2 separate regions of the Sus scrofa genome follow, and region 1 is linked to region 2. The links are chromatin contacts, called in public Hi-C maps. All regions are on one chromosome and are shown on one strand. The core of a region is the stretch at or near the end of the contact, and the rest is flanking DNA. Distances in the headings are between cores, read along the strand shown. Region 1 overlaps CAPN1 (calpain 1). Region 2 holds the start of DPF2 (zinc finger protein ubi-d4).

Region 1 (4,120 bases), core at 1,468-3,967, 120 kb after region 2:
TCCCTGGCCCAGAAACTCCAAATGCTGCGGGGTGGCCAGAAAGAAAAAAAAAAGAAAGATTTGAAAGTGTTTTAGCTAATCACAGCAGGGCTCCGCACTCAGGCAGAGAGAACGGAGTCTAGCAAGACAGCATGAGGAGGAGTTCCTGTCGTGGCGCAGCGGTTAATGAATCAGACTAGCATCCATGAGGACGCAGGTTCAAGCCCTGGCCTCACTCAGTGGGTTAAGGATCTGGTGTCGCCACCAGTGGTGGTGTAGGGTCACAGACGCGGCTCGGATCCAGCGTTGCTGTGGCTCTGGCGTAGGCCGGCGGCTATGGCTCCGATTCCACCCCTAGCCTGGGAACCTCCATATGCCGCGGACGCAGTCCTAAAAAGCAGAAAGACGGCCTGAGGAGTTTGGGAGGGAGGAGGGTGAGCCGGGCTCTGAAAGGCAGTGGAGGGTGCCCCACCCGCGAGGACCAAGGGGCGGGGGTCAGCTCAGTGCAGGAGCAGGCGCCCAGATCCCGGGCCTCGGAGGAAGCGGGGGCGGCCGGCGGGCAGGCCGGGATGGGGCGCAGCCCTGGCGGCGCTCACGTTTGCTGATGATCCTGTTGAGGATGGTGCGCAGCTCCCTGACGCTGATCTCCATGTCCTGGGGGGAGAGGGAGGATGGCGCCCGCCCTGGGGCAGGGCTGCCCCGCCGTGCCCCGGGCCCCGGGCCCCCACGCCCCGCCTACCTCCCCTGCCAGCTGTCTGAAGAGCGCTTTGAAGTTCTCATCAATCTCCTCTTCCGAGAGCACTTGCTGGACGGAGAGGCGGGAGAGCAGGTCAGGGGCGCCCCAGCCCGGCCCGGCACGGGCTGCAGCTGGAGGCAGGGCTGGGAGGCCTTCACCTCCCTGAGCCTCACTCTGCTCATCTGTAAAGTGGGAACCCAGCCCCTCTCTTCCCTCTCCATGCGGCCTGCATGTGGAGGGTGAGGTTCAGCCCAGTGATAAAGGGCAAGGCTTTGGATTCCTGCTGTGTGACCTTGGGCAAGTTCCCTAACCTCTCTGAACCTGCGTTTCCCACTGGGTGGGGAGATGGGGGACGACACCCTGACGGGGTTGTTATGAAAGAACCAGGTGACCCAGGTAAAGGGCTCCGCACAGACCTGGCAGAGAGCCAGAGCCCAGGGACCCTGGGCCGTTATTATCACAAAGTCCTTTGCAAACTGTTAAGTGCTGGGCCAATGCGAGATTTGTATTATTCCTCTGGCTCCTGCCAGGAGGGACTGTGCCCCGCCAGCCAGAGATCAGGGGACAGGACACTCGGGTTCCCAGGGTGAGGGAGAGGAGGAGGGTGGCTGCTGGGGGCAGGGCACGTACCTCGTCGGGGAGAATGGCCTGGACCTGGTCGTCCAGCTCTCTGCAGAGGGTGGGGAGACAGAGGGGCTGGTCAGCTGGGGAGCAGGAGGGGCGTGGGGAGGCGGGGGAGTGGGTGGGTTGGGGCCTCTACTCACTGGGTCCCGGCTTTCTTCTCTGAGAAGAAACGCAGCACAAAGTCGCCCTCCTTGTTGGGCTCGAAGGTGGAAGGCACCACCACGTACTCGCCGGGCGGCAGGCGGAAGCGGGTACTGACCTCCCGCAGGTTGATGAACTGCTCGGACCGGGCCCGAGAGGCGTTGGCCAGGAAGAAGTCCCGCTTCAGGTGCACCGGCTGGCCCACCAGCTGGCCGGAGGGGAGGAGGGAATGGGGGCTGCAGCTGCCTGCTCAGCAGCCCACCCTGAGGAGCTGCCCCCAGACCCAGACCCAGACCCCAGGTTCCAAGTTCTGACCAAGGGGCTGCAGAGCTGGCTCACAGCTCAGCCCCCCCACGAGCCGCCTGACCCTGACAAGTCACCCTGCTTCAGTTTCCTCATCTGTAAAATGGGGGTAACAGCCCTGCCTACTGCACACAGTGGAGGTGAATGGACCCCATGAAATAACGCATTATTCAGAGCTGGAGCCTCCCTGTGCCAGGCACTGCAGGGGGGCACCTCATTTAGTGCTCATGACAGCCCATTTTATAGACACTGAGGCTGAGTGCCTAAGCAACTTGCTCAAGGGTCCAGAAGATTCAGCCCATCCACCGCCACGCTCCTCAGCCAGCACTTACTCAGCAGAAACACTGAGACAGGAAGAGCCTTGCGGGTATGTGGTGTTCTGAGTACCAGGGTTCAAATCCAGCTCCCTTACCTACTACCTGCTCTGACCCCCAGGAGGACAATCTTTGCTCTGCCCACTGAAGAGTGGGCAGGGGCATGGGGGTACTTTGTGAGCCATAAAACGAAGTGACTTCTCAGCGCTTTATGTGTGGGCTTGCCGCAGTCCTGCCCGCTCTGAGCACCATCGGGCCAGGTGCGTTCAAAGGTGTGTAAATCCAGGTGAGTCAGATGGCACACCTACCTCCGGAGGGACCTGTCAGGAGAGACGAGGAAAGTTAGATGTTTGCTTTGCCCAGGGCAGGGGGCAGGGCGTGTGCTGGGCAGGGCCTCTGAATTCTCAGGATGAGAGTCATGGGATAAGGGGACCAGGTGATGGGGTCCTGGTCGTGGGGCCAGGGTTGACCCAGACCTGTTTTCATGCTAGAGAAAAGTCCCAGGACCCCAGAAGAGAGGCCCACGAAGGGTCCTCTTTGTCCCTGGAATGTCCCGTACCTCAGCTCTCAATCAGAGCTGGACTTCGGAGAGGCCCCCGGGCAGCCACCTGCCACGTCCTCCAGCCCAGGGACATCTGCTGCCAGGGCCTCAGGGCCTGGGCCAAGGCCGTGGCCATCCTTTATCCCCAGGGAGGTCAAGAAGTTTCTGCCTGGGACATAGCCCGTGAAGGAGGGCCCTCCATGGCCAGCCTCTGCTTACATACTTCCAAGACAGGGAGCTCACCACTCCTCCAGGGCAGACCACTTGCCCACTTCTTCCTAAAGCTCAGCCAAAGTCTGTCTGCCAGAAGCTGCCTCCCAGGTGTCAGCTAAGCCAGAGCCCACTGACCAAGGGTACCCTTTTGGCCTCTAAGGATGGGAGGAATCCCAGAATCTTCCCTTCTTCCAGCCAAGCATCTTCCTTCCCCTCCAGCCGCCTCACCGGATGCATTTTAGGACCCTGGCTGCCCCAATCTTGGCAGAGGGCCTCAGCAGGTGCCTCCCCAAGCCCTGGGACAGGGCTGCCCACCTCAGGAGCTCAGGATGGGCAGGTGCTGCCATGTTCTCTGGCGCCCCCTGGCGGAGCTCGCTTGTGGTGGGCGAGGAGGCGGGCTTTCTCGGCAGTGTTGGCTGGATCCATCCAGCCGCTCACCTCATAGACGGCAAAGCCGATGGTCTCCATGTCCCGGCCGAATCGGCGCTCCCGGCGGCGGTGTTTCTGCATGAGGGCGAGCACGAAGCTGCAGCCTGACTCACGGCCCCCGTAGTCGTCCTCTGGGTCATCCGTCTCCTCCAGCCGGATCTTGAACTGGGGGTTCACCCAGAAGGTGGCTGCAGAAGGTGGGGAAGCAGGGATCAGAGGAGTGGCCAGGCAGCCCCCGACCAAATCTTCCCCCCCATGTGTCTACTCATTCATTCATTCATTCATTCATTCAACAACTATTACTAAGAGTCCACTGTGTGCCAAGTGACAGATAAGGAGTGGGGACACACATGGTCCCTGCCCTCATGAGCTCACATGCCACAAGGGGAGGCAGAATCTGAGCAAGTCAGGTGAATCAACAATCACAACGAGGAGTGTCCGTTGTGGCGCAGCGGAAACATATCTGACTAGCATCCATGAGGATGCAGGTTCGATCCCTGGCCTCGCTCAGTGGGTTAAGGATCCAATATTGCCGTGAGCTGTGGTGTAGGTCGCAGATGTGGCTCCAATCCTGTGTGGCTGTGGCTCTGGCGTAGGCCGGCAGCTGTAGCTCCAATTCGACCCCTAGCTTGGGAACCTCCATATGCCACAGGTGCGGCCCTAAAAAGACGGAAAAAAAAAAACCAATTACAAAGAAAGCAAGCTGGAGTGGGGCAGGAAAAGCATTTTTGAGGAGATGACATTTGAGCTGAGACCTGAAGGGGAAATCCCTGGGAAGCAGGAGCAGGAGAGAAGACCCACACATGGGGCTCCAGTGAGCACGGGCGACCAGGGAAGTGG
Region 2 (4,003 bases), core at 1,039-3,538:
TTTTAAAGGGCAAGTTGTTTAAAACTGCATCAACTGTAGTTGGCTTCTCATTACTAGTACTCAGGAATCAGTGGCTGGTGACCCTCACAATCTCTATAGCTCTTTAAAGAGAAATAAGAAGTCATGCTCTGTTTAAACGGGCAACCCTTCACTCCCAACATCACATGAAAGGGTTAGTAGCCCTATTTACAGGATGAAAGTCTTCCAACATAAAGACAAAGAATCTCATTACATACAATTTGTTTTTTTCTCTCTCTTTTTTGTCTTTTGTCTTTTTAGGGCCACACATGAGGCATATGGAGGTTCTCAGGCTAGGGGTCTAATCAGAGCTACAGCTGCGGCCCACGCCACAGCCATAGCAATGCAGGATCTGAGCCGAGTGTGTGACCTACACCAAGCTCACGGCAGTGCTGGATCCTTAACCCACTGAGAGAGGCCAGGGATCGAACCCGACACCTCACGGTTCCTAGTCAGATTGGTTTCCACTGCACCAAGACGGGAACTCCTCATTACATATAACTCTTAAATGAAGTCTCAACGAATCTTGAGCTCACAGCTAACAGCTAGGCAAGTCTGACATTCCCCCAGTACAGTAACGTTTCCAAGGTAGAAGCTTTGATTCTTTTTCAAGAAGCATGAAGTCTGTGTAGAACCTTCCCTTACAATGGGACAGGGGGAGTCAACAAAGAGAAAGGCAGGGAAACAAAGAACATCTGAGTCAGGCAGGATAACTATATAAATGGTAGATCAACAGCGTCATTTCTAAATTGAGGGAAATGTCAGCTTGAAGAGAGAGCTGGGGAAACTGGAGTGGGCAGATCAGAGAGAAAGATAATAGTGCTGGGAGGAGGGGTGGTTGAAAGAGGCAGCAGGATGGAGCTGAAAGCAAGTTTAAAAACAACAACAACAACAACAAAAAACCCCCACAAGAACAGAAGGAGAAGGCACTTAGCTTAATGGAAGTGGGAAAGCACTGGCAAAGAAAAGGCTCCAGGCAAGAAGAGGCAGAGCGGCACCGCACCCTTAAAAAGGGGCCCTTGGGGGGCTCAGCCCACCACCAAGACAGAGTTCCCAAACCTTTACCTTGTCATCCAATCAAAATCCCAAAGCCCTAACTGGACAACTAGACACCTCTCAATCTTCCTACCCTTGCACCAAGCCAAATTTACGCATTAAAAAGGAGCTTGCTCTATTCGCCCACGGGGCACGGAGCTGCAAAACTCATTCAGATTCTTCCTCACGGAGGGGGCTGGGTTAAATCAAGTCTCCAAGCATCTTTAACTCACAGCTAACGGGATTCTCCATTTACCGAACAACCATGAACTTTAACTTCGCTCGAAATCTGTCAGCCCAAGAGTATTGCATAGCCGGGCAGCCGGGGCGTCCGGGGCTCTGCATCGGTCCAGTGCCCGCTTTTGGTGGCTGGGATTGGCCGGCACAGAGGCCCTCTCCCCTGAAGTTCTTTCCCCTCAGTACCAGCTCTGCAACAAATTCTCCCCCGGAATATTCTTGGCCTTGGGTACCTGACACTCGAGGACCACCCCACCCCCCCGCCCGCCCGCCCGCCCCGGAACGTCACCGAGCTGTTTAGAACAAAACAGCCCAGCGGGGCTTAACGGCGCGAGGGCTGCGGAGCCTGCTCCCCCAGGGCCGGCTGCGGGCGGCCGATGGGGAGGGGTCGGCGGCGGGGCGTTGCGGGGGCTCCGGCCGCTCCCGGGTCCGCCCTCGGCCCGGCTCCACCGGACTGAGGCGTCTCGGGAGCGAATCCGGGACTGTCTTTCGTAGGCGACCAGGGCGCCATACTCTGGAAACCGTCAGCCCGAAGGGAGCGCCCAGACCGCACAGCCCCTCCGGGAGGCTGCCCGTTAGGGGCTCCCGTGTGCCCCCCTCAGGGCCTCCACAAGTTTCCAAAGAAGAGCAACGTCTCCTCCGGAGTCTCGGGTTGTCCTCCCCACTAGGAGTCGCAACATGGCCTTCCCAGGCAAGGCCCTCTCTCCGCCTCGTCCCTTCCCGCACCGCCCCCTACTCCCAGGCCCCTTACAAGACCTCCCGGCCTAGGAGGAAAAGAAAACGGCCACTCACAGCTTCACTACATTTTCCACCACAGCCGCCATCTTCCCGGCTCCTCTACCTCAGGCCGGGAGGCCCGGAGAGCGCAGCGCGCAGGCGCCGGGACCGCACGGGGAACCAGTTTCCTCGTCCTTCTGCGCAGGCGCCGCCCGGGAGCGCGCCCGAGAGCGAGCTGCCGAGAACGAGCTTGCCTGTTGGGGGCCGGGGAGCCGAGGAACTAGTGCGCAGGCGCAATGGAGACCGAGGCCGGGGCGGCGCGAGGCTCCAGCTCTACCTCCGCTTCTGACGTGTAGGGGAGCGGGAGAAGGGAGGGAACGTGTAACATGGTCCAGAAATGAGAAGGTGAGGGCTTGGTGAAAACTGGCAGGCCCGGAGGTGGTGTAGGTGAAGCTTATGCGTCCTGCTACCTCGCAGACCTTTAACCTCGTGGTTAACCCTTTGCCCTCACTTGCTGGCCAGGGGTTGGTGATAGTAGTAGGGCACAGTCCTCTTGAGCTGCCAAACACGTGCCCATTTTAGGGAAAGAAAAAGCAACTCCCAGAACCTGACGTTCTTTGGCCCGAATATTGGACTGTGACAAATTTGCCCCCATTCCTGCCTTCAGCTTTATCGGCGCCCAACTCTTCTCCCCTGCTTCCTGCTCCTAAGCTCATTCCCTCCACTTAGGCGCCGAAGACTATCCCTCTCTCTTGTGTACCATTCATTTCTGCTTCACTGCTGAATCATGCAAATTCGTTTACAAACATGACTTAAAATCCTCTTTTAAAAAAGCTCATGGGGCCGCACCCGCGGCATATGGAGGTTCCCAGGCTAGGGATCTAATCAAGACCTGCAGCCGCTGGCGTAAGCCCTAGCCACAGCAATGCAGGATCCGAGCCTTGACTGTGACCTACACCACAGATCAGGACAGCGCCAGATCCTTAACCCACTGAGCAAGGCCAGGGATGGAACCCGCAACCTCATGGTTCCTAGTCGGATTCTTTTCCGCTGCGCCGCTACGGCAACTCCTAAACTTTTTGAAATAGAGAGAAAATCATTGTATGTAAATGTAATATTAAATATACATATTAAACATTATTATTTAGCTTTACTCCTTTTTAAATATATTCAGATCCCAGTGGGAAACAGGTGCACAAAGAAGACGGTTCATTACAAAGGGGGTGTTAATGAGTGTAGCTGGGTCTGGAGGGACACCTGGGGGGGGACAGTTGCCTGGGGGTGTGTAGTAGCAGAGAAGTTTGCATCATAAGCCCACAGAAATGCAGGAAGAGGCACCAGTGGGAAAAAGGAACTATCAGGGGAGATTGGTGACCTCCAGTGAGGGCATATCCTGGCTGAGGTGCCCTTGCAGGAAGTGAGACTGAGAAATCCCTCACTCTCCCCCTCCTCCCCATCCTCTGATCTCTTGCTGGGCTCCCATTGGCTGAACCCAACCGGAAACCAAAGCCCAAGGGAACCCATAGATGTTCCTCTACCTAGGTCACCTCCTGGGGAGAGGGTAGGGGAGAGAAGGGTGGGAAGTGGATCTGGAGGGACAAATTCAAATGTTTTTAAATGATTTATATCCTCACATATTAATTTTGAAATATTGCCTATGTCAACTATAGCATTTCCTCAAACTATTTTATTTTATTTTTATTTTTATTTTTTTTGTCTTTTTGCCATTTCTTGGGCCCCTCCCGCGGCATATGGAGGTTCCCAGGCTAGGGGTCTAATTGGAGCTGTAGCCGCAAGCCTACGCCAGAGTCACAGCAACGCAGGATCCGAGCCGCGTCTGCGACCTACACCACAGCTCACAGCAACGCCGGATCGTTAACCCACTGAGCAAGGGCAGGGACCGAACCCTCAACCTCATGGTTCCTAGTCGGATTCGTTAACCACTGCGCCACGACCGGAACTCCTCAAACTATTTTACTTGAACTCTCTTCATGCA

Evidence for each region. A called contact is a pair of places that touch in the nucleus more often than the background predicts.
Region 1: a contact with region 2 is called in a Hi-C map of omental adipose tissue, with 1.9 times the contacts expected there. The contact joins the enhancer-like site here to the promoter of DPF2 in region 2. A contact is called at or near these places in 6 of 47 Hi-C or Micro-C datasets (epiblast stem cells, mesenteric adipose tissue, omental adipose tissue and 3 more).

Annotation. Positions count from the first base shown.
Region 1 is chr2:7,001,079-7,005,198 of Sscrofa11.1, forward strand. CAPN1 (calpain 1) reads right to left here. Exons shown (of 22, transcript NM_001348784.1): 11 at 3,290-3,468; 12 at 2,406-2,417; 13 at 1,480-1,688; 14 at 1,346-1,385; 15 at 719-784; 16 at 576-633. It also overlaps the pseudogene LOC102165049. Among named protein-coding and RNA genes, the nearest start is that of SLC22A20, 6.9 kb to the left of the region's middle. Within about 2 kb of position 2,718, at least 11 of the 83 cell types and tissues checked have an H3K27ac peak or open chromatin away from gene starts, as enhancers often do. A contact at or near this core is called in mesenteric adipose tissue, omental adipose tissue and retroperitoneal adipose tissue, where this site is marked.
Region 2 is chr2:6,884,260-6,888,262 of Sscrofa11.1, forward strand. DPF2 (zinc finger protein ubi-d4) reads right to left here and starts at 2,289. Exons shown (of 11, transcript XM_003122537.5): 1 at 2,083-2,289. The coding sequence starts at 2,114.